Regions from separate parts of the Mus musculus genome. Here region 2 is linked to region 1. The links are chromatin contacts, called in public HiChIP or PLAC-seq maps. All regions are on one chromosome and are shown on one strand. The core of a region is the stretch at or near the end of the contact, and the rest is flanking DNA. Distances in the headings are between cores, read along the strand shown. Region 1 has its middle 26 kb from the start of Runx2os3. Region 2 overlaps Runx2 (runt related transcription factor 2).

Region 1 (4,684 bases), core at 931-3,430:
CAGGAGACCCAGAATCTTTCAAACCCTCCACATTCCCAGTCTCTAGCGCACACCCCTATCCCAGGACGCATCTTACTTCTTTCGTTTGTGTTGGGAGATATCCAAATCTGGCACCAGGCAGCCCCAGCTTGCAAGTTGGGCAGGGGGAGCAGCCTGACCCAGATCTAGAAAAAGCCCTCCCTGGGATGCTGACTGCTACCTTTTTCAATCCAGACTTCAATCCATATTGTCCCACAGGGTAATCGTTTTAAAATGGCAAACAATAAGAAAGGCTTCCTTCAATTTTGCTTCCAAGTGGCAATGTATCTACATAAGCTATAGGTAAGAATGTGAATTTTCTGCTTTAAGATTAAAAAAAAAAAAAAGTTGGTGGAGCCCGTAAGTGTGTTCCTAAAAGATGAAGTACGGCCTTAGATTTCCTTTCAAACACTCTATGCCTCTGTGGGATGGACACCGTGAGACAGGACTGGATTGCTATTAGCCCCCATCTGAACAGGTAGGAGGTGGTCTCTCTTGTTGGGATCCTTACGGATCTAAGGATGGCTTCAGGATGAGACTGAAACAGGAATGTAGAATACAGAAGCCAGAGGTGGCCTAGACCCTTAGAAAGATTCCAGTTGTTTAGCCCCAAGGGGAGGGGTCTTTGTGGTCTAGGGAGGGTGTAATAGACCGTTGGGACCAGTAAAGTTTAATCATTTAATAGGTTAGTGACTTCGATCATTTTTATGTTTAAATATGCACTATGAAATTCATAGGATTTGTAAAAACAAATAGGACTTTGAAATAGTCTTATAGCAGATCACTTTGGGCCAAACTCAGACTAACTCCCCATATCTAAAGCAGTAGGTGGTTGCAACTGAAAAAAAAAATTGGTAAATCTTATGACTGTTTAAGACACATGCTAGGAAGCCTATAAGTAACGTCCTGTAGAATTTTCTCCCCCTTTATCATCCTTGTATTCATCCAGCTACTCCCACAAGCCACCGGGCCCCTCCTCTGCAAAGGCATCCTGTCTTTGACCCTGGTTGCTCTGACATGGTGAATGTAGGCTGACCTGTATGTACGTAATCGTAATGTGACAATCCATTACGATTACGTTGTACCTAGTGCTAACTATGAAATTACATCATGGCTTAGTGGTCTCAAACAGCAGCCATGTATTTTTAACAGTTCAGCTCTGTGGGTCAGGGTTGTTGGCAGAGCTCAACAGGGTGGTTTTGCACCACAGGGGATTTTGCTATTGTCTTGTTCTTGGCTGTATTCAGCTGAGGCTGGACTGGCAAATCCAAGAAGCTTTCTCTTATGGGATGGGCCTAGTTCTTAATAGGATCTTTCTCCTCCCCTCACCCCCCACCCCTGTTCCTCCTCCTTTTCAATCTTCATTTCTCCTCTTCCTTCCCCTCCTCCTTTTCTTTCTCCTCCCTTCTCCTTCTCCTCATCTTCCTCTTCTCCTCATGCCTGGAATTCCACACACTGTGGTGGTCTTAGGGTTGTCAGAGTTCCTTCATGGTAAAGGTTTCCAAGAAGCACAAAGATAGAAACTCTAGACCTTTAAGGTCTCCTCTGGAGCGAAGACTACTTCTACTGTGCTCATGTTGGTCAGAGTCTGTCACATGAGCCAGCCTTGAGTTATGGCAGGAGAAACAACTGCCCCTTGTAGTTGAATCCCTGTGAAAGTCCGTTCTCAATGATCCATGTCAGAGCTTCCTGGGACTTGAACACTTAATAACTACCCCTGTAGTATCAGTTACAGATGTGCAGGGAAAAGAGAGCTGAAGGAGGAAGCACCCCTACCCAGCCAGACATCCCTTCATCAGAGTACAAGGGCAAGAGCTATCTCTGTAATGCAAAAGGCCTGTGCTATGTGGAAATGAATGGGTCCCGAGTGTTTTGATAAAGGACTCATTATTTGCTCCCTTGAGTCCTTCGATGAACTAATAAGTAGGTGTCAAATAGTTGAGGGACCTTATTAAGGAGACAATAACAGTGTACACCCCTTAACAGTTTCAAGCTCTGCAGGTAAGAGCTGGGTGGCAGGATTCCTCTAGAAATGCCTTGGGCACCTAGAGGCAGTTGGGTTGGCAGGGCTGGCCTGCTGTCACTCAGACACTCAGCAGGGTCCAAAGAGCCACCTTTTCAGGGAAGCAGAAAGAGAGACTCCAGAGAAAGAGGCTATTGTTTCTCAGCAGTCAAAGCAGCTGATGAGAGCGCATAGGAATGCAGTTTGGACCTTCCCTTCTAACCATGGCAGATTACCGACCACGGAATGAGATTCTGCAAGATTTGGAACACAAGGCACAGGACTGGGAAACAAGGTAGAAAGGAGATTCAGCATCTTCTGGCGGTGCCCATGCTGAATGCACAGTTCTAACCCACTCCCAGCTCCAGTTATGGGGGTCACCTCGCCAGGTCTCACGTCCTCATAAGAGCCACGGGTATGTGGTTCTCACGGATTTTTTTCCCCCTTAAAGAATACATGAAATGATCTCAAAGGTATATGTGGTACCTGGCTGTAGAACAAACACATGATGAATGCAGGCTTCATTCTGACATGTTACAAAAGGAAATCTTAGAAATCGTTAAGCCCAATTTATAAATGACCACAAGGAGCCCAGTGATGCTGGTCAATTATACACGTTTAAATGACATCTTGGCAGATCCCTTTATCCCAGGCTCCTCTGCCTGCTTCAGAGATGTCGAAGGCCCTAAAGGATGTGTGTCATGGTTTCACATCAAGTGACTTTGGGCATAATATATTCCACGTGACCCTAAGGAATGTGGACTGGCCAGAAAGGGACAGGTTAGCCTAAGAAACAAAGGAAAACATTAAACAAATAAGCAGGTCCAATTAAAATATTAACAGATATCAACATGAAAATCTCCCAAGTTGCAGAAGAGTCCTCTCTCTTCGCAGCAATTTGTTTTTAGAGTAAAAAAATTATTTTAAAGGACAAAGTTCTAAACAATAAAGTTTAAAAAATATAGAAAGTCTGTTTTTCCTGGCTGACTCTTTCCCTCTACGGCCAGGTCTACTGCAGATAATTTTATGTGTGACCAACATTGACTCCCCCTTTCCAGCTAACCCGGGGAATCGATGTAGGGACAAGGAGTGAGGGCATTTTGGTCTATGGAATTCAAGTTTTCCTGTTCAGCAGCGGATCATGGAGCCTGGATTCTATGAGATCGAGGCTTTGCTTTCTCTTCCTCTGAGCTTTTTATCCAGTTAGGATAAAAGCAATATCTAATGCTCACAGGTTCTGAGGGTCACGGATTTGAACGAACATAGCACGGGTGTAAATACTGCTTGACCTGAAGACCCGAACTCTTTTTGAAGCGGTCCTATTTTTTTTCCCCAAAGCTAGGCATGTTGGTGCGTGTTATCCTAGCACTGGAGAGGCAGTGATGTGAAGATCCCCAGCCAGGCCTGGCCTCATGCTGAGCTTCAGGCCGGTAAAAGACTGTCTCAAAGAAGGTAGATGACATTCCTAAAGGAAGACACCCGATGTTGTCATCAGACTTCCATACATACCTGAGCACACCTGCACATCTGTACACAGCACACCAGCACACATGCACACATACACCAAGAAGGGGGCAGGAGGAAGGAGGAGGGACACAGAGAGAGAGAAGGGTGCTTGAAAGTTGCGACTAGAATCTTCTGAGGAATCTTCAGTCACTGCTAAGTACCTGGGCAGAGATGACTGAAGGAGGGCCACAGCTGACATAGAGCCTTCTATTAGACTGCTTCCGTGGTGGACCTCTAGAACAAATGTCCCAGAAAAACCATATGACAATTCCTCAGAGGTCACCTGACTTACTTTCTCCATATTACATTGGTCAAAGAAGTCACATGTGTACCCCAAGTTAGGAATAGGCAGCTTCCCTCTGAAAGAAAGAGTGTTAAATAATTTCTCCCATACTATGCAGCTGTCACTGTGAGCAGAGAGACCATGGCCAGTGAAGGCTCTGACGCTGTTGCCAGGGGAGGGGGCTGTCTGGGAGATGGGACTTAGGCATGGATTGACTGGTTCTCTGGGTTTGTGGGGGTGGGGGTGGGCTTTCTGTTTTCCACACCCTCGGCCTGGAACCGTAATCACCAGCTTTTTAATTAGTGTAGGACACAAAGAGATCCTTTTAGTAAAAGCCTTGAGCTGGGTGGTGTGGTGTTCTTTTAGCCACAGATGATGATGGTTCAGGGACCTCTCCCCAAGAACTGGGATTAGTGGCCAGTATTGAGGAGGAAGCTGGGACCCTCCCTCCAGCCTTTCCCACCTGTGTACATCCCCAGATGAAACACTGTATTGAATCTAGAACTAGATCTAGAAGCCTCCGGAGATCTTTGGAGCGGTATCAGGTGAAGTCAGGGCATTCAGGGGGCTGAATGGAGGGAGAGACTGTGTGTGAGCCAGCCAGGCAGTCTAAGTCCTTAACAACTGATATGATGCCCCATGTATGGCCAGGCAGGCCCAGGAGTATGGCCAGAAATACAAATCATTGTGCCTTGTACGTCTGAGTAATAGTGGGATGTGGAGAAGTGAGGAACTGAAGGTTCGGAGCCTGCTGGGTACTAGACACCCTGTGCCTTTAGTCCGTCTCCCTGAGTCCTCAGAGTAAGCCTTTGAGGTATCATTCCTAGCTCAGAGTTAAAAGACCTAGGTTCAAAGGGGTTAGATAGCTAGTCTCG
Region 2 (4,684 bases), core at 1,600-4,099, 120 kb before region 1:
ATAGTCTTGTTTGGGGTCTGACATGTGGCCGTAGTCAGATGGTGGGTGACCAATACTGGGCAGTCCACAATGGTTTCATTCATGCGTCTAGTGCTTTGGCAGGGACCTTGGAAAAAGGGGTCTCCCTCCGCCATGGTGTTTCACAGCCTCTCCCTCTCCACATGCTCTCCCTAGAAGTTCTCACAAGCAGATACTGGCTTCCTGCATGGCAGTTCAAGGCTCCCTAAGGTGCAGAATAGAGGCAACTAGGTTGTCGTGAGGCATAGGCTCAGAGCCAGCATGGTGCTACCACTCCTACACTCTCTTGGATAAATCAAGACACAGGTCAAGCACAGGTAGAAGAGGAAGGGACCATACAAAGTCAATGGCTTGGGTGGCATGTGGGTGGCTCCCCAGACTGTAAGTGTGGTAGGCACGTGTGCATGCTTAGTTCTTAAAGTTCCAGGGAGAGACTCCACATTACAGTCACAGCTTCATTGTGACTTAAGCAGATCTCCAGGATATGTAGTGAGCGAAAGGGTATTACATTGCCGTGCTGATATTAATCAGCATATTAATATCAAAGGGAGCCACACCAATATCCATAGGAGAGAAGGAAAAAAATGATGTTACAAGGCTGCCTTAGCAGCACAGTATCCCCCAGCAGAACTATGCATCCACAAGTATCCAAGCCTGAAATCTCATCGTTGGTGCCATCCATGTTTGACATGTAACAGGTATATGTGAGTGAGTGGACATCTGAGCATTTCTGTGCATTGAACCTCCAGGAAGTAAGCCATCTACTCTCAAGGAGAGATTCAAAATACCCGAGTCTATGCTCCCTGCAGGACTTTGTTCGATGTGGCTGGCCACCTCCCCCTGCCACGTTGGGAGAATGGAGAAGCCCTGGAGAACCCTGCTTTGGCCTCAGCATTCTAATCCCTTTCCCACAGGTGCAGGGCACGGGGAGGTAGCACCACCTCTCTCTGCTCGTCTCTTCTCTTCAGTGTCTGGGAAGTCACTGTGTTTGAAGGAAGCCTTAGTATGGTGGTTTGTGTAGCTTGTGACCTGGGTCCTGAAGACAAACTGCTTCTTCCTCCTGTTTTACAGATTTCCAATGGTCCCCAATTGCATCAACAAATTTTGTTCTCTAAAGAGGCTTTATTCCTCTGTATTCTTTTTTTGTTGTTGTTGTTGTTCCTTCAAGATTTATTTTTATTTATGTGTGTGCGCATGTCTGTGTATGGGCCTGAGCCTATGGGTGTGGGCATTTGCAGAGGCCAGAAAAGGACTTTGGAGCTTTTGGGGCTGGAGTCACAGGTCATTGTGAGCTTCCCAGTGGGGGTGCCTGAGAACCCCAACATGGTCCTCTGCAAGACCAGTGAGTGCTCTTAGCTGCTGAATTTTCCCTCCAGCCCTTCCTCCATATTCCTGAGACATGTCTGCTGGCAGAAGTTTTACCTTACTACACTGAAGGCAGGGGTCAAAGCAGTGTCTCCTTGCTCTTTGTGTAGCTCTATTGGGTTCTGGGCTGTCCCCCAGGCCTATGAAGTGCTGGAGAGGACTGGAGGGTTAAGGCTTTCTCTTCCTCATTCCAGATAACATCTGGGATGGCTCACCCTTCTTCTCTGCCATTACTTTGTATCCTTCTTGAGCTTTTTCTGATGGCTGGCCGTGACTTTTGCTTGCTTAGGAATGGTGGATGAGTATTTAGAGACTGGTCACTCGTGAACAGAGGTGGGCGGGGACAGGTAAGCTGTGTCACATGGATGAAGTGTAGAAACACTTTAAGATTATGTGCTGTTTCTGGGAGAGCTTCCTATCTCTACATCCCTGCTGTCTATGAAGGCATTTCCTGGGCCCTGTACTGATGCCAGTAGCCTGAAGTCTAGTTTTCCCTGAGAAACATGAATAAAAAGCCCTTAAGTTCTCCCTCTATGTCTCTGCCTGCCTGCCTGTCAGTCTATCTGTCTGTCTGTCTCTCTTTCTCTGTGTCTGTGTGTACATATTCATGTACACACATGTGTGTGGGGTGCATGTACACATGTAAGTGTGTATGTGTGTGTGTCTGTGTGTGTGTGTCTGCATGCACATGTGTAGGTAACTGTGTGGTGGTGGGTGTACATGCTTACATATGAATGTGTGTGCGTGTGTGCATATAGCACAAGTGTGTGGGGTCTACATGCACATTTGTGAGCGTTGTGTGAAGGTCAAAGGTTAATGTCGTTTCTGAGGCCAGGTCTCTCACTGAGTCTGCAGATGAGTCCCTAGGATCTTCACGGGTCTTCCACCTCAGCCCTGGCACCTCAGGCCTGCACTGCTGTGCTCAGCCTTTAATGCGGGTGTGAGGAACTCTGCACTCAGGCCTCAGGTTTGTGTAGCAGGCCTTTACTAATCAGACCGTCTCCTCAGCCCTAAGCATTTGACTACTAGATTTTCACCTGGCTTGCTCACTGTTTTCCAAGGTCCCCAAGCAAAGGAAATTACAGGCAAGTTCCATATTTTGATATTTGCAAACTTGCATCTATAAAGAGCAGCTTGATTGGTATAGATGCCAGTCATTTGGCCCCCTACTATATAAAATATTATTTTAAAATTCTAGTAACAGCAGGAAGATCCCTTCCCGTACTCACCCCCTCTCTTTAAGGAAACAGTGCTGGTGGAGGTTGGCCCTGGTGTCTGGTAGAATTTGGTGGAATGTGCTCTCTAGAAGAGCAGTTTTAAATCTCTTTCAGTACTTTTCTTTCTGTTGTTGACTGACTGTCAGGAGCTGGGAAGGTGGCCAAGAAGGAAATGACACATCGAGAGGCATTTTGCGTTGTGCAAGAGTCTGGGACTGATGCAAGGCTATATGGCCTGTTTACACATTCCTTCGCTAGCAGACTGCATGGCAGTAATTTAATTCAGGAGCGCATGGCATGCTGCAGCAAGGAGCTATGGCCTTAGCATCCTTTCATGGCAAATTATCACAGCCGTTAAAACATGCTCATGTCCCTCCTGTGCACTCCCCTGGCTACCCCCCCCCCCCCCCCCGCTAGGCTTGCTTTCTCATCGCCTGGGACTGGAGTTAACAGCAGCCTTGCTGGGGAGGCCCACTTTCCACATGCATCCCATCCCAGTTGATGGATTTATTTCTAACTAAATATAGCATTCAAATGATACGTGTGTTCTAGGGTTCTCAATCCACACGCAGGCTCCATTCGAATGTGTCAGTACTTTCTCAGGTCAGGAACGGTTTGTTCTTAAAATAGTGCTAGGGACTGAAAAAAAAAGATTGATTTTTTTTTAAAATGGGGAGGTTTCTTATTTATGAAAATGGCTTTTCTTTCTTCTGAGAAACAACTTGTGATAGATCACTGAGAGATCCCTTGCTTCTGTTTTGGGTCATGTAGTATTTTACCCAGTGGCTACTTGATTTGTATAGCATAGTTTATACTGACAGATGATAGTGGGAGAGAGAGTGATTGTTTTACTTTTTTTTTGTGGCCATAATTGTTCCTAGGTAGGATTTTCATATTGATGACATTTATGCTGTCAACTGAAGCATGGCTTTCCCTTCACATAAAATTCACGTGTAAGTTTTAATTGGGGCAACTTATGGGAACGTAATTGTTCTTGACTTTGAAGTGATTTGGGAAGCAAAGAGAACATAAAAACACTGAGTTCTTAAGGATTAATACGGCCTTTATAAATGATGGTTAAAAGAAGAGACTCTTTATGATGTGGCGCCCAAGTAGCAAGTGAAAGGCTACCCTGTGCTTCTGGTAACCTCTCTACTAGTCTGCTGTTCTCTACTAGTCTGCTGTTCTCTGGTGCTGAAAGCCTATTTGCTAGTAGACCAAAGCCTTTCCGTTAAAAATTGAAGGTTGAGGCTTTAACTTATAACATCTCCAGAAACAGTTAAGTCAGGCTTGTGTTCATGAGCAAAATAAATAAATAAATAAATGTGATGGGAACCTCCTTCTGTAGGAGCAGAGTTCAAGGCAGAGAGGAAGAATTGCTGAGTGATTTCTACTTGCCAAGGTCTTGGCAAGTAAGATGTAGAAAGTAAACAGAGACAGCCAGAGTGCACGCATCATAAGTCTCTGCTCCTCTTGGAGACCTCGGACACCAGCATTAAGCACCGTCGTTGGCTGTGGGTCGGTTCTCACAGGGGGCTGAGTGTACTGTTCATGGCTGGTACACTACTTCAGAATATGTTTTTGTTATTGTTGCTGCTGCTGTAATTTTAAAGTAGGAGTGGTTTTTTTTTTTGTTTTTTTTTTTTTTGTGGTGGTTGTGGTGGTGGGGCGTCTATATTTTGAACTTACCTTCTCTTGCAAAGATTTCCTGCCATAGAATTTTCCTTGTCTAGTTTTATTCTAGATACACATGGCGCCTCTTCCCCTCCGAGGAGGAAAAGCATTCTGTAATTCTTTCCTTTTGCTGGTTACATTCACCAGTGTAGTGTTCATAATCTTCTTAACAAATTAATCATGCTGTCTGTCCTTGTAAAGAAAAAAGGTCTACATGTTCTAAACTGCAGTTGCCATACTTCCTGATGAGTGACATTCTAGTTTGCCCTTATTTCAGACTTTCAGGATTAGTCCCCAGTGGTATAACCTGTTATACTGACCTTACATTACTGGTGACAGTCATTGATCTAGTCACCCACTATTCTGGCCTTGCTTCCCATTCTCTTAATCTAGGTCCTTCTGTGTTCCCT

The links. HiChIP or PLAC-seq counts read pairs in DNA pulled down with a chosen protein or histone mark.
Region 2: a contact with region 1 is called in a CTCF HiChIP or PLAC-seq map of the NIH/3T3 cell line, with 19 read pairs. The contact joins two enhancer-like sites. A contact is called at or near these places in 1 of 15 datasets of contacts at CTCF or cohesin (the NIH/3T3 cell line), 3 of 115 datasets of contacts at active chromatin or transcription factors (the HPC-7 cell line, embryonic stem cells and pancreatic cancer cells) and 1 of 9 other capture datasets (embryonic stem cells).

The regions. Positions count from the first base shown.
Region 1 is chr17:44,585,672-44,590,355 of GRCm38.p6, reverse strand. It overlaps a transcript of Runx2 not described here. Among named protein-coding and RNA genes, the nearest start is that of Runx2os3, 26 kb to the right of the region's middle. Within about 2 kb of position 2,180, at least 49 of the 459 cell types and tissues checked have an H3K27ac peak or open chromatin away from gene starts, as enhancers often do. A contact at or near this core is called in the NIH/3T3 cell line and pancreatic cancer cells, where this site is marked.
Region 2 is chr17:44,708,181-44,712,864 of GRCm38.p6, reverse strand. All of the region lies in intron 3 of Runx2 (runt related transcription factor 2), which reads left to right. Among named protein-coding and RNA genes, the nearest start is that of Runx2, 26 kb to the left of the region's middle. Within about 2 kb of position 2,849, at least 161 of the 459 cell types and tissues checked have an H3K27ac peak or open chromatin away from gene starts, as enhancers often do. A contact at or near this core is called in the NIH/3T3 cell line and pancreatic cancer cells, where this site is marked.